Regions from separate parts of the Triticum aestivum genome. Here region 1 is linked to region 2. A link is a contact called in public HiCAR-type data. All regions are on one chromosome and are shown on one strand. The core of a region is the stretch at or near the end of the contact, and the rest is flanking DNA. Distances in the headings are between cores, read along the strand shown.

Evidence for each region. HiCAR-type assays count read pairs that join an accessible place to other places.
Region 1: a contact with region 2 is called in a HiCAR-type map of leaf, with 3 times the contacts expected there. The contact joins the promoter of LOC123143035 here to the promoter of LOC123143027 in region 2. A contact is called at or near these places in 1 of 5 Hi-C or Micro-C datasets (an unstated tissue) and 1 of 1 datasets of contacts at active chromatin or transcription factors (leaf).

What each region holds. Positions count from the first base shown.
Region 1 is chr1B:621,585,615-621,591,137 of IWGSC CS RefSeq v2.1, forward strand. It overlaps LOC123143035 (probable polygalacturonase At1g80170), which reads left to right and starts at 3,221. Exons shown (of 9, transcript XM_044561801.1): 1 at 3,221-3,564; 2 at 3,661-3,792; 3 at 3,856-4,026; 4 at 4,110-4,136; 5 at 4,225-4,432; 6 at 4,875-4,956; 7 at 5,046-5,154; 8 at 5,228-5,344; 9 at 5,425-5,523. The coding sequence starts at 3,403.
Region 2 is chr1B:621,542,994-621,548,019 of IWGSC CS RefSeq v2.1, forward strand. LOC123143027 (MAPK kinase substrate protein At1g80180) reads left to right here and starts at 3,158. Exons shown (of 1, transcript XM_044561790.1): 1 at 3,158-4,025. The coding sequence starts at 3,389. The coding sequence ends at 3,718. LOC123143018 (lys-63-specific deubiquitinase BRCC36) reads left to right here. Exons shown (of 10, transcript XM_044561779.1): 6 at 694-884; 7 at 1,568-1,726; 8 at 1,812-1,892; 9 at 1,994-2,048; 10 at 2,125-2,729. The coding sequence ends at 2,316.

The DNA of each region.
Region 1 (5,523 bases), core at 1,971-4,470, 43 kb after region 2:
AAGAAAAGGCCCATTTAATCTATGTGTTTGTCTTTTTTTCTTTACACCTCTTATGAGCATGTATGTTAATCAAGTTTCGTATGTGTATATACTACAACTATATGCTTATGTGCATACTTTTTTAGGTGTGAAAAGTATTTTCACTGATAACTTGGAGCTCTTCCCTCAAATGCACTTTTCAGGCATATACTCCCCTTAACAGATCATTGATGTCATTCACTCATGCTATATACCGTTCTAGCTAGCCAGACAAGCAGATTATCTCAAAATTCATGCCTATGATGATCAATTTCCATAGAGGGTATCATTTTGAGTGAATTTCGTTTAACCAGTTATTGGTTGTATCATGGATGGTTTAGATATTTTTCTCTCATTCATCACATGTTTAATCCAATCAAATTTCCTGTCAGAACTAGCTTTAATTACTCCATGCCTGGTGTTTGATAACTTTCAGGAGCATCAGTGGCAAGTGGGGGTGGGAACACTGGCGGATATCACTTTTGGTGGTGCTCCTCGAGTGCCGAGCCTTGACTTTCTGGGTGAAAACCTAAGGCCCGATCTTCATTGGTTGTGCCTCACAATTGCCTTGCTACAGGTATTGTGTTGACAACTCAGACTTTTTCCAGGGTGAAAACCTAAGATCTTGAATCGAGCGAGGACGGCGCTTCTGCACTGTTCCCTTCTTGAAGGCGTTGCTTTTGAAGACCTTTTTTGTTTTCCAGGTGTTGTCTTTGGTGGTGGTTTATGTGGTGCGGTTGAGAGGAGTTAATCATTGTAGCGGGCCTTTTTTTTGTGTGCTTTTTCAGGTTGTGTGCATCATGAATGTCTTTGTGACATTTGTTGGTGCAGAGGCCGGGTGTAATTGATATCTTCATGATATTAATATATTTTCTTTATTAAAAAAATTCTTTCATGCCTAGATGGGACCCATACGACTAGTGTTAGGGGTCCGCAAAATAGCTTAATACACATTTTGGGTACTACCCTCGTGTTTACAGGTATCAACCTATTTCCATCATATAATCGGGTGCTACCCTCATTACCCTTAGTAGCGCATATCTGACGCTAACTGGGTTGACATGTCGCTCGACAGGTTGCCTACCAATCTCTATTTTGTTTCTCTTCAATTGGAGATGCATGGACCGGGGGTTCTATTGTCAGGAAGTGCACTATTATTTAGTTCACCACGCACTTAAAGAAATGAGCACTAGAGGATGATATGAGCTAGGGGAAGTGCTTGCGATTGTTGTGCCAAAGAGGGGCACATGTGCAAAAATCAAAGATCTCAAGTAAAAGTAAAGCACATCAATAGTGTGACCTTCTATAATTTTGGACACAACCACAGCTTTTGAAAAACGACTTTTATCATTTATTTTTATTACATAAATCTAATCTAGTCTTACAGAAAATTTACACATATGATTTTCATCCATCCAATCTAAAAACTAAAAGAAAGTTGAAGGCAAGCCACCTCTTCAAAATATTCAAAAGAGGTGACAACTAGGCACCACGCCAAACGCTAACATTCCAGAATGAGCATTAATTAAGACTAACCGAAGTAGATTTTTGGTACTTATTTAACGTCCACAAACAACAACTATTTAAGGTGCGTATAATACTTAGTTTAACCCAAAACTTACCACAAGAGCAACAAGTGGTTGGATGGTTAGGAGGATCATGTTATTGACACATTTTCGTCTCATTAGTGCGGATTATTCTCTGGATGAAAGACGACATTTCTGTTGATAGCCAGACACAACTCCAATCAGATCTGACGGTTTTTGCTCGCTCCCAGCCTGTGGATCGGGGTGATCCATCTGCCCCCAACCACATCGGGCTCCAAGCCACTGCCACCGGTCCCTGCCTCCTCCGTCCGTCGCTCCGGCAGTCGGAGGGGGTGGGGACCCTGGTGCTTCAGCATATGTCTGTAGTTAGGTTTGGCCTAGTGCTTCCTTGAGGCGTTGTTTCCAAGGAGAAGGTGGCGCCGCGTCGGAATAATTTATCTATGCTCTTCCTCCATCTCGTCGTCGCTGTAACCGGTGGCGTCGCGGAGCAGGTGGCCCGGTCGTCTCGCCGATCTCTGGACCCGACGAGGTTCATGTCTGGTGGTTCGTCGACGGCACTCTCGCGGGTGGCGGTCGGTTCGGCTGTTGTAGTTGTGTTTACTTCTTGCAGTTGGGTGCGTGGATGATGGCAGGCGGTGACGTTCCTCTTCTTCGACTACATCGATTGAAGTTGAAGGCATCGAGATCTGGTGACCACGGGGAAGATCCCTGGCCTACGTGCCACAAAGACTCGGTCTCGTCGCTTGCGACGACCCACTTCACCGGCTCGAAAAGCATCTTTGTATGCAGTGGTGCTCTCCTATATCTTGGTATGGCGGCTGTTTTTATCTTTTTCCGGCATTGACATGGTGGCGGCGGAGGACATTTGTGGACTATGTTTCGGCGAGGCACGAGTTTCTGCAAGAGTGGAATAGTAGTTTTACCTCTTGTGGAATTCTTTATGCAAAGTTGCTTGACAAGCATTTGTGTCTTGTATGATGACCATATGTGTAATCTCTGTGAACAGATTGTCTAATGAAATATATGGTTGATTAAAAACAAAACTCCAACCAGATCTTCATCAGTTTTCAAATAAAAGAACCTCTAATTCAATTTATGAGGATTATTCTGTGAGTGACCCTGTTGTTACCAAAGCGCAACTCCGACTCAATCTCAAATAGTACTCCCTCCGTTCCAAAGTTAGTATAAAGTTGAGTCGTCTATTTTGGAACAGATTGATACTTTTTAAAGAAAAACTATAGATCGATTTATGTCGACTATTCTTTTAGTGAGAGGAGGCATTCCTGTCTCTAGAGAGGAGCAACTTTGACCTCGTCTTTATAGTACTTAAAATAGTAAAGAAGAGAAAAAAAAACCCTCTAAATCAATCTTAGACGATTCATGCAGCGTTTGCACAAAATTACCCTGATCGGCCGATCCCCTTCCAATGGCTCGTTATACCATCCTATAACTTGCCCCATAGTAAAGCACTTGTCGAATTATACTAGCCTACATTAACATAAAGCAATATACAGTGCATTTTGATCAAGACATGGACATGAATCAAACGAAAGTGCAGCAATGTGTTGCCCAATCCGCAGGCAACTCAAATGACCCCTTTGCCACCTGCGGAAATCTCGCGATCGCCCGACAAAATCACGGATGGAATTCACTTGCTTCCCGGGAAAAAGCAGGCCAGGTACAAGGGCGGCACATGCTAGGTGTCGCGCAAGCAATCAGCTCGCCCCGTCCGTCCTCTCGCCGCTTCCCGTCTTCAGTTCTTTATGCCGCTCGGTGCCAGCGGTGCGGCGGTGCGCGCCCCGAGCAGAGCTAGCTAGGTGATTTATTCGGCGCGGGAATGGTGCCCGGGGCGAGGGCTCCGGCGGCGTCCGTGCTGCGTGGGCTCGTGGCGCTCGCCGGCGCGGCCGTCTTGTGGTTCTCCGGCGCCGCCGAGGCCCGCGTCCTACTCACGCTCGACGACTTCGGCGCCGTCGGCGACGGCATTGCCAACGACACGCAGGTGACGCATATATGCACACTCTCTGACAGATTGATCCGCGTCGATCGCCGTGGTTAATTGACCTCTCGGCGCTCTCTGTTTCGATGCATCGGTCAGGCGTTCGTGGACGCGTGGACGGCGGCGTGCGGCTCGGAGGAGCAGGCCGTGCTCGCCGTGCCCGTCGCCAAGGCCTACCAGATCTGGCCGGTGCAGCTCTCCGGCCCCTGCAAGAAGAAGCTCAAGCTGCTGGTACGTGCGTCGGTCCCTTGTTTCTCGCGTGCGTTTCTTGATGTTGACGGTGGCGCTGGCCAGATCGCCGGGACGATCGTGGCGCCGGCAAGCCCCGACGAGTGGGCGGGGAGGGACCCGATGAAGTGGCTCTACATCTACGGCGTGGACGGCCTGTCCGTGAGCGGCGGCGGCACCATCGACGGCGTCGGGCAGGAGTGGTGGGCGCGCTCCTGCAAGCGCAAGAAGACCCAGGTGCGTACTCTGTAACTACCAGTCAACTACCAACTGACACCTCACCTGTCTCAGCTCTGAATAATGTTCTTGGTTTCCCGCAGCCCTGCAACACGCGGCCTCCTCCTAGGGTGAGTGGACCTCGACCATCCCCGTTTCTCACCGGCGGCGAGGAGCGCCGGACGGCGAGATTAGTCTGATCGATTTGGGATGTTGTAGGCGTTGCATTTCGAGGAGTGCAGGGGGGTGAGCGTGCAGGGGGTGACGCTGCAGAACGGGCCGCAGTTCCACCTGTCCTTCACGCGGTGCACGGACGTGAAGGCCAACTTCCTCCGGGTGGTGGCGCCGGCGGACAGCCCCAACACCGACGGCGTCCACCTCAACGACTCCTCCCGCGTCCAGATCACGGACAACCTCATCTCCACGGGTACGTTGTCACTAGTGTCAAGTGTGCCCTGTATGGCGGTATGCTCTGCTGACCTCTCCCCGTCAGAGTCAGACTGCGACGCCTTAACACCATCCGTGCTTGGAATTTTCTTGTTGAAAACCCGTTGCTTGCATTTTCTTTTTCTTCTGAAAGATAAGGTCAAAGCCGGCGGCTGGTTGAACCTTGACCGAATACATACATACAATCTGACGAAATAGATATCAGCCGCAGCCGGGATACGAAGAATAATGACGTACATCGATGTGAACTTGACAGCAATGTGTGCGCTGCATGTAGTTCGGTTCTAGTACATTGCTGCCGATAATTAGATTTTCTGTTCTGAAATTCAGATTCACACGCTTCATTGCAGCACACACACAAAGTTATATAGGCTAGCATGATTGATTGATCTACACTAGTGTGATCGCTTTGTGTGAATCAGGGGACGACTGCGTGTCGATGGTCGGCAACTGCTCGGACGTCCGCGTAAGAGACATCTCGTGCGGGCCCGGCCACGGTATCAGGTACTGCTGCTACTGTGCAACACCTCTTTACTACTCACTGAACCCGGCTGCTGTTAGAATTTAGTGACGCAGCACGTTGTGTTGGTCAGCATCGGGAGCCTGGGCAAGAACCGGACCACGGACAGGGTCGAGAACGTGAGGGTGGACACCTGCTTGCTCACCAACACCACCAACGGCGTCCGGATCAAGAGCTGGCAGGTAATTTTAGAAGACGAGAACAATCTTGTTATAGTAAAAACACTCTGATTGCAACCAACTTGTGCTGCTTCAGGGGGGCATGGGCTCCGCCCGCGACCTGAGGTTCGAGAGCATCGTGATGAAGAACGTGTCCAATCCCATCATCATCGACCAGTACTACTGCGACCAGCCTACGCCCTGCGCGAACCAGGTAGGGTTCGCCGTCTCGTCTCTGAATCGTAGTATGATGCAGAGTAATGAAGTGTGAATTGAACTTGTGTGCGTGTGCAGACGGAGGCCGTGGAGGTGCGCAAGGTGGAGTTCGTGGACGTGAGGGGCACGTCGGCGACGGCGCAGGCGATCAAGATCGCGTGCAGCGACACCTTGCCG
Region 2 (5,026 bases), core at 1,908-4,407:
AAATGATGCTGGATAGGTGGAGGGGAACCAGTAAGTAACATGTCATATGAAACAATTTTGTAATAAAGAAATTTCAGGATTATTTCAGAATTTTTCATTGAAGTCGCAGCAGTTAATTAATGTGTAGCTGGTCTTGGAAGCGAGCGAATATGAAACAACCTAGTAGAGACATTATGTTCAGGGAGCTTTTGTCTTGATGAATTATTTAATTGTATAGATATGGTATTTAGGTTCTGATGTTAAAACTGACAACTCTTGATCAGCAAAACCCCATAATTTCCTCAACGTTTGTGCTCAGAAGCTTCAGTTTGATGCTTTCTGACTTGAATGTGCAGGTCTAGACATATTGCAACCAAATGATAGAGTAGATATCTATACTAATGTATTTGTAAACGTGGTAACAAACTGACGGATAGATCAGAAATTCAGAACAATGAAGCACACTTTACTGTTTCTACATTTTGTTTGGACGAGACCATCCCCTGATTTATCAGTTGGGAGCATACTTTGTCTCTGTTGTTAATTGCTTATGTAAAAGTTGCTTGGTTTATGCTGCTTCATTGAATTTGTGTAGCTTATAAGTACCAATCCGGGGTAACTTGTGCTAGGAGCCATAGATAAAGTGCCATATTCTGTGGGTTTGTACTTACCAGTACATTATCAAATTATTTATGCATGTACTTATATTTTTAGGTCTGGGGAAGATCTCAGGATATGGATCTGTATTCTCCTTTGGATATAAATCATTCGGCAAGACTACCAATAGAAAACGCTATTGTTCCTTTCGAACCTGATAACATTGCTGGACCCTCTGTTGATCAAGATGGTTCAGATCTGTCCCCAAGCATACAGGAGGCTTTGCACCGGTCAACCATGGACATAAGGTATATGAATTTCCTGCACAAAATCTTTTATTTTATTAAGGGAACTGTATATATAGTTTTCAGAAATGTTAAGCACTGTATGTTAGCCTTTACTCTCTTTTTGCCCTCGAGAACTCTTTCAGCAGTTCAAAATATTTTCGGACAAGATATGTCATCTGAACCTAGGAGTTCTTCCTGGAATGTCTGTCTATCAGCTAGTATGATGGCATATTAACATCTTTCTCATCGTGCTACAGTCACATACTCTCGGGTTCCATGTTACAACAAACTAATGGCTATATACCTTAGTAGTATTAAAAAAAGCTATATGGCTTATCTTTTGAATTTTCCAATGCCATCTAATCACTTTGGCAATGTTCTTTTTTTATGAGTAAAGCATTATTAATGCCTAAACTGTTACCAACCAGGTTTTGTTGTCTTTAGGATGATGAGATTTTTTAGGATTTAGAACTAAGCGTAATGGACTTGGATCGAATTCTCATATTGAAAGAGTCCCTTAGTGTTGTTCTAAGCATCTTTTCCTATACAACTTTGTTGTGATTTACAGTTACAATCATCATGATATGAACATCCTATGACTTGTCTTTCATCATTCTTCATGCCACGCGGACCTGTCAAGTGCAGGGTGCTGTGCTTTAACATGACGATATGTTAGTTTCTAATTTACAGTTTGTTGCTGATAGTGGTGCAGAGTATAAAAGGAAGGAGGTGCCACTTAAAGTATTCCCTACAAGGCATCTGCTAAAGCTGGACACTACGTTGAGTTCTTACTGTGATATGCAACGTGTCCTTTTTGAAGAGGAACAATCAGCATATAACCAAGCTATGCTTCAGAATATTTGGTAATTCAAGTTCCTTAATGAAAATGTAATATCAGGATGCTTGGTCTCACCGTAAAGGTTGCGCTTGTTTTGTTTGTTTGTGCAGTGATGGGAAGATGCACCCACTTACATCTATGCACCACACCTCCACATACAATGCTTCTCTATGCAAACTGATGGAGTACTGGTGAGAGCAAAATCTTCTTTTTCTTCTTCTGCTTATCCAAACACAGTGACTGCTCATAGTGTCTAATCGTCTGCTAACATGTCGTGCTTGTGCTGTCTTAGCTTGACCCCAGCTATAACTGTGCTTCAGGACCGTGTGAAAGAAAACGAACTTCGGGTGAGTGGACTAGATTTCATTATATGGCGCTGTTCGGTCATTCCAGGGCTAATGGCTATTTGCTCATTGTAAACAGTTGGCTATGCTAGTGGAGGAGCATAAACAACTGGAGGCCGAGCAGAGCACGAAAACTGGTTCTCCTCGCCGTCCGATGCCCGGAGGGACTACCAGTGGCATCACTTCGCCAAGGGGCCAGGACAAGTACCCTTCCGGCAGACAAGGGGGCCCTATAAGCCCTAGCAGCAGCAGCCGGAGGAAGGCTCCTTGACTCGGACTTTGCTCGCCATTCTGTCATGGTGGATAGTCCGATTCTTGGCCCTGCCTGATGCTTTCTGGAACGCCAAACCTGTCCTTCAGCGTGAGGGGTGAAGTCGCAATGCAAATGTACATACCCATCTCCTTTTAGCGCCTGTCCCGCCGTCCTTCTGTGGAAGTAACCAATCAACAGTGGTTCCCTTTTGCTTTCTGTTGTCCTTGCGCCAAATCCTTTTGCCTGGTTGCGCTGAGCTTGTAATGTGTACTCACTGGCGCGATGAGTCTCGGGGCAGTGGTTGCGCTGAGCTTGTAATGTGTACTCACTGGCTTGACGAGTCTCGGGCAGGCTTTCTAGTTGGAAAAAACTCTTGTACCAATCCTGCTGTCGAAATGTTCAGGGAAGCCTCGCTTGCCTAGGTGCTCTCACCCTGCGCTGATCTCAATGTCAACAGCCGTACAAGGACGATGGGACTCGGACGAGCCCCGCCGGCCGTCCGGCAGCTCCGGTGACAACTTGTCCCGCTCTTACGTTCAAAAAGAAAAAGAAAAAGACAACTTGTCCTGCTCTAACTGCTGCACTGTTTTGGAGCTTTTGTAACGAAAGTGAGATATTTGGAAGCAACATGACAAGGGCCATGCAACCACTCCCACTGTTGCTGGATGGAGGCGTGATGTGCAGTCCCGCGTCTGTACACGAACGATCGACCCGGTCACACGACCAAACCACGCGCCCGAGCCGACGCCGGTTGCTGCTTGGATATGAATGAGTGATCGCAGGCTGACAGCGACGGGTGACCAGAGTAGATTATCACCGTGCCATGCATGAATCGGCGGCCATATCCGTTTTCCTCCCGCTCTCAGCAGGGTCAGACCCACGTCCACATCCCTTTCGGTTTCCCTCCCCTCCTACTCCATCAATTTCCTCCCGATCGTTTCCTGCCCGCGTTGATTGCGTCGGCGTCCCAGCGTACGCGCACGCCAAGTTTTACCACCACGGCCGGGCTCGGCACTCGCGACGCGTAGACGGGCGCAGCTTCTCTTCTCCTGCCGCGCGTGCGCCACAGGGAAAGGAAGGGCGGCGACCGATGGCGGGGCTGCAGCGGTCCAGCGGCACGTTCCGGCGGTCGGGGTCGTCGGGGATGGTGTGGGACGACGACAGCCACCTCTCCGGGGAGATCAAGCCCGTGCGGGTCGAGCGGAGCCGCTCCACGGGCCACGCCGGGTACAGGGCGTCCGCCGGCCGCGTCTCGCCCGCGCTCGACCCGCCCTCGCCCCGCGTCGCCGTCTGCGGCTTCTGCGCCTTCTTCCGCGGCGGCAAGGCCAAGAAGAACAACGACGGCAAGGCGGCCAAGTCCAAGGCTCGAACGGCCGCCGGTTCACCAGCAAGACCAAAGGTGAGGCGAGCCAGTGGCTGATCCGTCTCTACGTCCCTGCAGCCCGTACGCAGTACATATGTAAAAACTTCGGTAGTTTCTTCCCTTTTCTCGTGTTGTTATATACTGATCGTCCCATGTGTATGGAGCAAGCGCACGGTTTTAATTTGTAGTAGGATGGATGTATAGAGGGCAGCGTAGAACTGTGTGCCTCCATGGATGATCACTCTTTTTGCGAGACCGGGTCTCATCATCACTCGATTGTACAGTGTTGTCTTCCATTTTGCTACGTGATCAGATATTTGTAGGACAGCAGGATTACTGGCAGTACAACTTTTGTTACTTAAAACGTGCTGTGTATATTCTGTTCTGTGCTTTTCTAGTATCTTCCAGTGTAGCAGCAACCTACGCAATTGTTTTTCTTTTTCTTTCTTTTTAGATCAGTAGGCTTCAGTGCTTCACAGATCTATATAACTGCACTGCTCAAGCTCCCCACCAGCTATGTTCAGAGACAAGTCTGCCCGTTCCTGGAATCTGGAATCATGAGCGTTTTCTTTCTTGCTGTGCGTTGCGGAAAAGGCCAATCATCTCATCTCACACGTTTATCTGCCGCTTTCTTTGACACGCGAACATCCGTGTTTGCTGCTGCTAACTGAATTACAAGGTTTAATCTTATCGCTGGGGTGAATATTTCAAGGAGACACAGAAAATATGGGACGAGCAATCCAACAAATTTCGTCACTGCCAGCCCGGACATGCATGTTTAATTGTGCAGTCGTGTTAACTAGAGATGATCCTCAGGGTATCCCTTGACCCTGATTAGTTCAATGAAATGAGGTAGATTTTCAAAATTAACACGACTTTTGAAATTTCAATTCATTGGTGATTTTCTGCTGGGCTGAGAGTGCCATGCAGTGGCGGAGCTAGACCAAAACCATTGGGGGGGGGGGGGGGGGTGACGTAAATGACAAAGGGGGGACGGCCCCCCTCGGCCCCAACATAGCTCCGCCGTTGGTGCCATGGTCTAGTTTTGTCCCGACTAAGCTAAGAGTGCCATGGACTTTTGAAATTTCAATTCATTATTAAAACTACTACGTTGTTAAAACAAAAAATGCCATCTCGTAATGATAAAATGCCATTCTTAATAATGAAAAGGCCATCTCTTAATAATTAAAATTCCGCGTACAAAAGAACCTTGACTTGTGAACACAAAAAAAATAAAAAAAATCCATGTGACGTAGATTGAAAATTTATAAAACTGCCATGTCATTTTTCTAGCAAAGCTGCCATTTATCTAATCACAAAACACATATAATTCCATCATGGTGAAAAACAAAAATGCCATCCTCT